2 separate regions of the Mus musculus genome follow, and region 1 is linked to region 2. The links are chromatin contacts, called in public Micro-C maps. All regions are on one chromosome and are shown on one strand. Each heading gives the region's core, a stretch centred on a gene start, on an enhancer-like site or on the middle of the called end of the contact. The rest is flanking DNA. Distances are from core to core; before and after follow the strand shown.

Region 1 (4,496 bases), core at 338-2,837, 240 kb before region 2:
CAGCTGGAACATGCAGGACAGGATGATACAATTCCATGGGTGGCCTGCAGGGGGCAGCACATCTCTAGGAATGACTCCACTGCCTGTTTCGAAAGCACTGCCAGGAAGTAACACAATTAATTGGCCAATAATTAAGAGTTACCTTTAGAACGTATTATATAATATTAATGTTATATATCACGTCAATTTGTTTCCAGTAAGTAATTCCAGGCTTCCATATTTTCATACAAGGATGCTGGCTGGTGTGCACGCACGTTTGTGTGTGTATCTGCTGTTAGATATGATTAGAGGTAACCTAGGCTTGCCTGAAACATAGAAAGTACAGGGTGAGAAGAAGAGAAAATGAACTAGGGAATTGGTGCTTGTCCTCAGAAAGTACTGCTGAGATGTGAGTCTGTCTACTCTCAGATTCGTGTTAAAATGTAATTACAGTGGTAGCACATACTTTTAATCCCAGCACTCTGCAGGTAGATCTCTGTGTTCCAGGACAGCCAGGGCTACATAGAAAAGCCCTGCCTTAGAAAATCAAAACCCAAACCAACTCAATTGTCATTGAGAGCGGGAACCTATCCCGTGATGGTGGTCACAGCAGCAGCACAGGCCCTTAATCCCCACACTCAGGAGCCAGAGGCAGGCAGACCTGGTCTACAAAGGGAGTTTCCATCCTTCATAATTCACTGGGCTTGGTATGTACTAGTTCTGTTGGTAGAGTATTGCCTTGTTTGCTTGAAGCCCAGGCCTCAGGTTAATAGTTTGACCAGGAACACCAAATGCATTTGAAATTTCCTCCTAGAGCAAGCCATTATTAATTCTTTAAAAACAAAGGAAACCAGTAATCTAGTTTTATGCCTCTTCATTTCAAAGTCCATTCCACATTCATATTTTGCAGACAAGCTCTGGGTTTATGCAGGTTTATACACATTTATAGCTTTATATTTACATTCGGACACACTGATTCCAAAACACCCTACCTAAGACCACCCTCACCAAGAAGGGACCACGGAGAAGAGGGCAGCTCAGATCTTGACAAGGGTTCTTCCACGGGGCTACTTCCGTCCCTTCCTCAAGATGCTTCAGTCTTCTGGACAGAAAATGGATGCCTTTGATCTAGCACTGTCTTAGCACCCTGCCCCCTTTTAAAGGGTCTTTAAAAAAAAAAAAGATGTAAGTGTATGGATGTTTTGTCTGCATGTATGTACATGTACCATGTGAGTGCCCGGTGCCTGTGAAGGTCAGGAGAAGGTGTTGGATCTCCTGGCAAATGAAGTCACATATGGTTGGTTTTGAGCTACCATGTGGGTGCTGGGAACCAAGTCTGGGTGCCCCGAAAGAGAGAAACAAGTGCTCTTAACCACTGTCCACATCTCCGCCCCCTCCCCAAGTCTTGTTTGTCGAGACTGATAGACTCAGGCAGCTTCTGAGGGATGGGCCCCAAAAGACTGTCACAGATAAGGAGCACACGCCTCAGTCCTTGGCCTCCTGAAGGGTAGTGGTCTTCCATAAAACCCGCAGGCTGGTGTTACAGTGTCACTCTGACAATGCTCTACCAAACAATGGCTACTAGTTCCCCACAGGCCCATGTTCCCATGTGGTGGGTTCCTGGCTGCATTGGTCCACTGAGTGAGTCTGCTGCAGGGAGAGGAGGCAGCAAGGTGAGCCAGCTGGGAGAGAGACAGACCTCTGCGCTCTCAGGGCAGCAGGGTCACAACAGGCCTGACTGTGGGTAACACCGGAGCTTCTTCCAGATCTGGCTGTGCGGACTTTGGGAAACCCTGGGGTCAAGGACTCTCAATCGGGGCTGGAAAAGAACAAAGTGGGATCCCACACTTCTCCTGCACCCTCCAGCAGGTTGCTGGAGCTATATATGGAGAAACCCATTTGTGAATAGGAGGCCTGGGTGGCCTTACAGCCAGGACAGCCCCCAGGAATACTGCAGAGAGGGTGTGGGGTGCTGTGAACCTGGGGTTATATCTTAGAGCCTCCTTTTCCCTCTCCAAGAACATGGAATAAGTGCAGGGCATGGACAAATGTTGTACTGGAGGATCAGGAACGAAGAGAGAGTTAGGGGGTGTTATGTGACCAGGGTCAGCACAGTAGAGTCACCGAGGGGTATGGTAGGTACCAGAGGAACTATTCAGTCCTCATGGAACAGACAATTTATCTTCTTGACCAACAGATATACCACACAGAGCCAGGCCTCATCATGGCAACTAGGTAGCACCCAGTGTGGACCCACCTCACCTAGGGTAGACCCAAAGTCAGGGCTCGGGCATGGAGAGATGGCTCAGTGGTTAAGAGCACTTGTTGCTCTTCCAGGAGACCCAGGTTTGATTTCCAGCACCCACACGGTAGCTTACAACCATCCACGACTCCAGTTGTAGGGAACCCAATATTCTCTTCTGACCTCCAAGGTCAGGGCTCTGGGTGAGGCAGAGGGGGTATCGCCTCCTTCGAGAATGAGGGTGCCCCCTCACACCCAGCAGTGCTCTGGTGGAGAAGACCCAGGGGCGTCAGACCTCCCTGCTGCCCCACCAAGGAAAGATAGGAGGCCGGAGTAGGAGTTCCCATTACTTTCCTCCCCGGGGAAGTGCAGAGGCCCCAGGCTGGGTAGCCATGATGTGATAGATGGATTCCCGGAAGCGCTGGTCTCTGCTTAGCCGCTTGGCTACCTCCTTCAGCTCCTCTATGTTGTTGGCTTCTAGCTGGGAGGTCATGAAGGACTGGGATGGCTTCACTGTAGAGATGAGAACCCGTTGCCCATGAATAGCATCCCCCCCATGCTGAGCCCACCCTTCCTCCCTCATCCCAGTCCTACATGCTGCTGAGTTTCTCTTGGTCCTTCCTGCCCCCAGGCTGGTTGAGCCACGTTCAAGGACATACTGTCCAGCCTTGTCTACTTGTTCTCTAACTTGCCCGCTTCCTGCCTTGTCTCCCACCGGGGGACAGGGGGTGCTCACTGTCATTCCAGGAAGTACTGGACCGGCGGCGGTGGAATCGGCAGCTTTTGATGCGGCGAGTGGCTGCCTTATGGATGTACACGGAGTTCTTCATGATGACCGGCATCTTGGCCTCCAGCTCTGCATTCCGGATGCACTCCTCGAAGAACCCTGGTGGCAGGAAGGAGCAGTTGACTGTCCTTCTCCTCCTAAGTACTGGCTTGGTCTGGTGGAAGATACGTTGCTCTATCCTTTATAGAACATAGTTTGTGCCTCAAACCACAACCTGTAGCTATCACAGGGAAGAACAGAGCTCTGAGCTTTTTAAAAGGAAGAGGACAAAACTCCAGGCTCAATTCCCACAGAGAGGCGTTGCCAAAGGTACTCCTACAGGAAGGTGTATGAGAAGAAACAGGAAGGACCGCCTCACGCGTGCTAGGCCTCTTCCAGGCTCTGCTGGGCCTGGCCTTAGGGGGGCGCTGAGCTCTGGGATTAGAGTTGAGCCCTGGAGGGAGGGTCTTACTTTTCAGGTGGCTCACGTCCGCCCGCATCCGTTCTTCCTTCTCCTTGTTCCGAACCTTGGAATTGAGGCCTTGTTCCAGGCTCCGCAAGGCCGCCTCTGCCTCCCGAAGCCGCCTCTCAAGGTCCATGCGTACTTTCACTTCAGCCTACACAGAGTGATGAGCAAGAGGGAAGAAAAGTACAGGGATGGGCAGGAGTCACCCAGCAGTATGGAGGGCCCGGAGCACAAAGCCCATACAGGTGGCGCACCTTGAGTTCCCGCTCCGCCTGCTGCTTCTCTGCAGTGAGCTCCTGCAGCGAGTTCTGCAGGGCTTGGGACTGGCTTGAGTAGAATTCCCGTTCCTCCTCCAGAGCCCGAGAGCGTTCCTCATTCTCCTTCATCCTGCGGGCAGGAGAGATGCTTACCCGAGGCTCACCTACCAAGGGGGTTGAACCTGCTACAGACATGCCTAGAGAGAGAAAGGCTGAGTCCTCTCTGGGTCGGGTCAGCTAGGTGATGAGAGGGGTGGTATGGAGTGCTGGGGGCCCAAGGCGTAGATGCTTGGGGATTGCTACTTTTCTGACCTCAGAGAAGTACCCCCCCCCCCCAACCCCAGTGAGGCTGCTTCTTCATGGGTCGGATGGGTCTATGCTACGGGAAGCGGCTGGCTGTTTTGATGGTGCTCTGTATGGTTGGTCAAGTCAGCTGTGGGAAAGCCAGGTCACCGGCAGAAAGGAAGTAACTGACCCGTGTCGTGAATGACAGCTAGAACTCAAGCCCAGCTATCTAACTCGAAGGCAGACACAGCCCCTCAGATGCTTAAGGGCCGGACCGTCCCTGCAGGTGCCTCACCGCTTCTCAGCCAGAAGCTTCTCCGCCAATAGCTCCTGCATCCGCTCTTCGATCTGCCTGAGGTTGCTATGGAGACCATCACTGGCCGGTGGCTGCTCACTCTGGTTGGTCAAGGGCTGTGGCTGGTTCTTATCTTCCTCCAGCATCTCTAGGGTTTTCTTCTTCTCTATGGAGAGTTCCTGGCACAAAGGCAGGAAGAATGAGAA
Region 2 (4,982 bases), core at 707-3,206:
AACTAGTAACTGGCTTGAAGACAACTGAAGGTTGAGACCTAGACAGAATATCTGAGAAAGGTCAATGATGAGATGGAAATGACCGGAAGAAACCAAAACCAGAACCAAAACCAAACCAACTTTCAAACACTTACCAACTGTGTTCTGCACAACAGGGCCAAGAAACTACCTCTTCCAGCATCAAAATAGTACAGATGTAAATCACAGGGGTTGGAGAGATGGCTCAGTGATTTAAGAGCACTGGCTGCTCTTCCAAAGGATCCAAGTTCAATTCCCAGCACTCAGATGGCAGCTCACTGCTGTAACTCCAGTTATAGAGAGCTGACATTCTCACACAGACATACATGTCAGCAAAACACTGGTGCACATAGAATAAAAATAAATGCATCTTTTCAAAAAATTTATATCACATAATGGCTAAACTGAAGGCCCTACAGACAGCTATACAAAATCCTAAAGGATTACCTCTAAGGGTAAAAGATTAAAGGATTCCTTTCTGGAGACACAAGCAGCCAGAGGGACGAGATGCTGAAAGCTTCTAAGAAAGTGTTTGATGGTCTAGGAAGGTATTTTGATGTTGATAAATGCAAGTTATGAAGGATTTATCTTTTTTGTAAACTTAAAAAGATTGTTATAAGCTTCAGGAAAGACACTTGAGTCAAATGGATTCAAGATGAGTACTGTCAAGTAACGACCTGTTTCCCTCCCTACCTGCCTATTCCTGGGGGTAGGGTAGGATCTATTTCCCTTACCCTGGTCCTGGGACCCCCCCACCCCTCCTCCAATTACCAAGACCATAGGCCCAAGAGTTTCAAAATACACACCCAAGAAAAAGGTTTTCTCATAAACTCCTTAACTTTCTCTCCTGCCCCTAACATCGAGGTGTTTCCTCAGAGCCTGCATCCAGGAAAGCTCTAAACCAGTTATTCACACACAGGTGCTCTGGCCTAGCCTCACAGACTGCTTCAACTGGGCCTACACAGCCCTCCCCCCAGACAGGCCAGTCTGGACAGCAGTGAAACAACCAGTTCTTCCTGGACTTGGCCCACATCCCATAACGGTGCCCCAATGTTAGCAGGAAGTAGGGGCTGGGATGTTTGGTTTAGGACCCCGGACAAGGGACTGAGGTGCATATTTTACATATCAAAGCAGACCTGGCCTCCATGTTCTCCCAGCATCCCTCAGTTCCTGTCTGGCATACCCTGCACCCAACCCTGAACTTTACAGCCCGGGGGGATCCTCCCTCTGTAAACTAGACATTTGGTCTCATTTTTTCCTTCTCGGCTCTCTCTCTATGCACTCTTGCCCTTTCTCCCCCCAACCCTCACCTCTCTCTCTTCTCATGGTGACTCTCTTAGCCTCAATCCTTGGGGCCAGTGAACTTGCCACAGAGCAGCTTCCTAATAAACCTGCACTTAATATATTCCAATCTGGCTTGAATTGGCTCATTTGACTGGTGGCAGAGAAATAACCTATCAGATACACAATTACTGACCCCTGACTAACTACAGCTACTGAAAAGGAGCCCATCAGCCCCCAAAGTCCTGCTGTAACTGCTCTGTACTCAACCCACTACTTTTGTTTGTTGGTTCATTTTTGTTTTTCCAAAACAGGGTTTCTCTGTGTAGCCCTGGCTGTCCTGAAACTTGATCTATAGACCAGGCTAGCCTCAAACTCAAGATATCCGCCTGCTTCTGACTCCCAAGTGCTGGGATTAAAGGTATTTGCCACCATTGTTCAACCCAATTCACTTGATGATTTTTAAACATTAACTACTGCAAGGTGGTGGTGCCTTTAATCCCAGCACTCTGGGGGCAAGGGCAGGCAGACTGGATCGCTGTGAGCTGAAGGGCAGCCTGGTCTTGTTTGCTGACAACTGACCCAACAGAGTCAGGTCTTTGTGCTTGGAGAGCTCTCTCTAATTGGTCCCCACCTTTCCTTCCAATTTACTAGCCAACTGGGATTAACATTTAAAAAGGCAACCCTGGGTCCAGAGAGATGGCTCAGCAGTTAAGAGCACTATCTCTTCTAGGGGTCCTGAGTTCAATTCCTAGAAACCACATGGTATCTCACAACCATCTGTAATGGGATCCGGTGCGCTCTTCTGGTCTGTCTGAAGATAGCTACAGTGTACTCATATACATAAAATAGAAAACTAAATCTTGGCTACCAAGAGCTGCTTTTATTTTCATTAAATATGTCCTCTATCTTCTGCTTACTCCTAATTGTGTACCTCAATATTCTTGGTCAGGAGACAAGAACCAGACAGGAAGCCAGGCGTGGTGGTACACACCTTTAATTCCAGCACTAGGGAGGCAGAAGCAGGCGGATTTCTGAGTTCGAGGCCAGCCTGTTATACAAAGTGAGTTCCAGGACAGCTAGGGCTACACACAGAAACCCTGTCTCCAAAAACCAAAAACCAAAAAAAAAAAAGAACCAGACAGACAAGAAAATTTCCAGCAGTTACAGCTGTGAGCCACCCTGCCCAGCTCCATGTGACATGATTCTATCAATATTCATCCATGCTAAAGTTGAGAAACTGGCACATGAGAAGGAGCTCTGAGGAAAAAGAGGTGATGCAGGGAACGGAAGGAAAGCAGAAACCCTTCCCACTCTGTGTCAACAGCCTGCAGCCTAAGCAGAGACAGAAGCTGTCTCAATAGAGTGTGCTCAGGGTGCAGCTAAAGGTGCTGGCTCGGCAGCTTTCCTACCAGACCTGTGGGAAAGCCAGGGGCAGCTACAGTGAGTCTGTATTCCTACAACTCCCACCCCAAGACACGAGACAGAGGCAGGACACTAGGAGACTGTCTCAAGGATCAATGCGGGGGATCCAATAATCCAAAAAGAATATGTTCTTTAAAAAAAAAAAAAAGGAGGATAGTAAATGTCAAAGAAAATAATCTGGCTGGGCGTGGTGTTGCACGCCTTTGATCCCAGCACTCCGGAGGCAGAAGCAGGTGGATTTATGAGTTCGAGGCCAGCCTGGTCTACAGAGTGAGTTCCAGGACAGTCAGGGCTATACAGAGAAACCCTGTCTCAAAAAAACAAAAAACAAAACAAAACAAAAAAAATAATCTGAGGATTCTTTCCTGAACTGGAGACAAGAACATCCAGACAGAAAGGGTCCACTAAGTCCTACTACTGTGCATAAAATCTGGCCTCTACTCATGTTTAGCATCAAGGATTTCACACAAGGAAGGAAAGAACTTCCAGAAAGAACAGTCACACACTCAAATGTTCAAAACCAGAATACAAGGAGTACAGCCTTAAAAGTTCTGCAAGAAAATGGCTTCTGCCCTAAACTGCTATTAGGCATACGACTGGCTAAGAGAGGGAACTCACTTGTCCTTTCAGACATGCAGGGTAACAAGAGGACAGAGCCATGGGACTTAGACAAACTTGGGATCCAGTATGGAAGAGAAGTGAAGGGAGCCATGGACAGACAGAAGAAGCGAGTTTCAGACTGCAGTGTGCAGCAGATCTGCAGAGCCAATAATCCTGAGCAGAAAAGAGCTGCAGGAAGACAGCAGAGGGCCATAGAGAGACAATGGTGGGTCGGAGGAAGAGAGCAGAGGGCAGAGCCATAGGGGAATACCAGAGGGCAAAAGGACACAGGAGGACAGCAGAGGGACGTAAGGACAGAACCATAGGAAACTGGGCATGTGTGTTTAGTCTCTCAATGCATTTCAGAGAGTCAAGAGCTGGGGTTAAGTCAGTAGTGTGCAGAAAACTAAGAGAACAAAAGTACAAATCATATATCCTGGGAAAACAAAGTATTATTCTTGATGAACGTGGAGTATCTATTTATACTGCAGAGATGTGTTAGGGAACAAATTCTTGTTTGAGACTCAGGAACTGGAAGAACCCTAAGTCATATATATGTATAAGAAGTCAAAACATACTACGTAAAAATAAGAAAGAATGATACATGGATATAGTCTAAAAGTACAATGGTAATTACCAAAAAGAAATTAAAATGGTCACCTCTGGGTAGAAGAGCAAAAGAAGGAAGGCGGTGGCAAAGGCAGAGAACTGCTTACTGTTTCTTATGAGATTTATAGCATTTTAAAAAATGTTTATGCATTTGTATTCCTGGAAAAAAGCACATTTTCTGACACATTAAAAGTAATACACCATAGGGACTCTAATGTCATTTAAGCAGCATGACCATTATTGTCTTGAGTGTCACTTGACAATAAGTCTACTTTAAGGCCTCTCTGCCTGATGCTTGCATTGAAGACTAGAACCAACTCCTCTGATCACAAGTACCTGGTCTTCAGTAAGATTCTCAGCATCCCAGTTGCTGCAACGAAGTAGAAGGGACTTGTCAAGTGGGAAGTTCAAAATAGTCTCAGCAAGTGATTTCAGGCTAAGCCCATTACAGAGTATATTGTTTCTACAAGAAATAAATAAAACCATGTATCAAAACCAGGCAAATGGCATAGGAAAAACTTTAAATGACCAATAAAAAGAGGGCAAATAAACATGAGACATCAAAGAAAATGGTGATTTGCTATCAGATTGCAGTGTTTTGTTTTGTTTTAAAACAAGTACATCTAATATCAATAGAGCATAAAAATCAATTAGGCTCATACAAAATGTGTAAACTAGACATCTTTATGATTGTTATGAAAAAGTTTAACAATATGTAACTATCAAAAACTCAAATACAAACATTCTCTGATCTAGCAATTGCTTTTCTGGGAGTTTATCCAAAGGACAATGATACTTAAGTAGCTATTCACTGCAACACTACGTAGCAAGGAGAAGTGTAAACAGACTATCTTTCCATGGTGCTCATGCCTAATGTTCTCATGTGTGAAGAAAAATGACAAGGCTGTTTTCCCGGGGGGGGGGGGGGGGGGAGACGGTAAGAGTATAAAAACAAGCAATTGTTTATTGTTTCTGTTCTTCAAAACGTCCTGATTGAAACTGCTGCAGGGTGCTGGAGAGATGACTGAGGACCCAGACTGGTTCCCAAC

Evidence for each region. Hi-C and Micro-C count contacts between places; a contact is called where the count stands out from the background.
Region 1: a Micro-C map of the G1E-ER4 cell line shows a contact between it and region 2. The contact joins two enhancer-like sites. A contact is called at or near these places in 41 of 484 Hi-C or Micro-C datasets (3T3-L1-derived adipocytes, the AML12 cell line, the Ba/F3 cell line and 24 more), 6 of 115 datasets of contacts at active chromatin or transcription factors (astrocytes, embryonic forebrain, embryonic stem cells and 1 more) and 3 of 9 other capture datasets (adipose tissue, liver and pancreatic islet).

The regions. Positions count from the first base shown.
Region 1 is chr12:80,720,557-80,725,052 of GRCm38.p6, reverse strand. Plekhd1 (pleckstrin homology domain containing, family D (with coiled-coil domains) member 1) reads right to left here. Exons shown (of 13, transcript NM_001177503.1): 9 at 4,291-4,469; 10 at 3,708-3,840; 11 at 3,460-3,604; 12 at 2,958-3,107; 13 at 837-2,734. The coding sequence ends at 2,568. Among named protein-coding and RNA genes, the nearest start is that of Gm51986, 3.4 kb to the right of the region's middle. Within about 2 kb of position 1,587, at least 4 of the 459 cell types and tissues checked have an H3K27ac peak or open chromatin away from gene starts, as enhancers often do. A contact at or near this core is called in the G1E-ER4 cell line, where this site is marked.
Region 2 is chr12:80,483,660-80,488,641 of GRCm38.p6, reverse strand. It overlaps Exd2 (exonuclease 3'-5' domain containing 2), which reads right to left. Exons shown (of 9, transcript NM_133798.3): 4 at 4,270-4,396. Among named protein-coding and RNA genes, the nearest start is that of 2310002D06Rik, 21 kb to the left of the region's middle. Within about 2 kb of position 1,956, at least 10 of the 459 cell types and tissues checked have an H3K27ac peak or open chromatin away from gene starts, as enhancers often do. A contact at or near this core is called in the G1E-ER4 cell line, where this site is marked.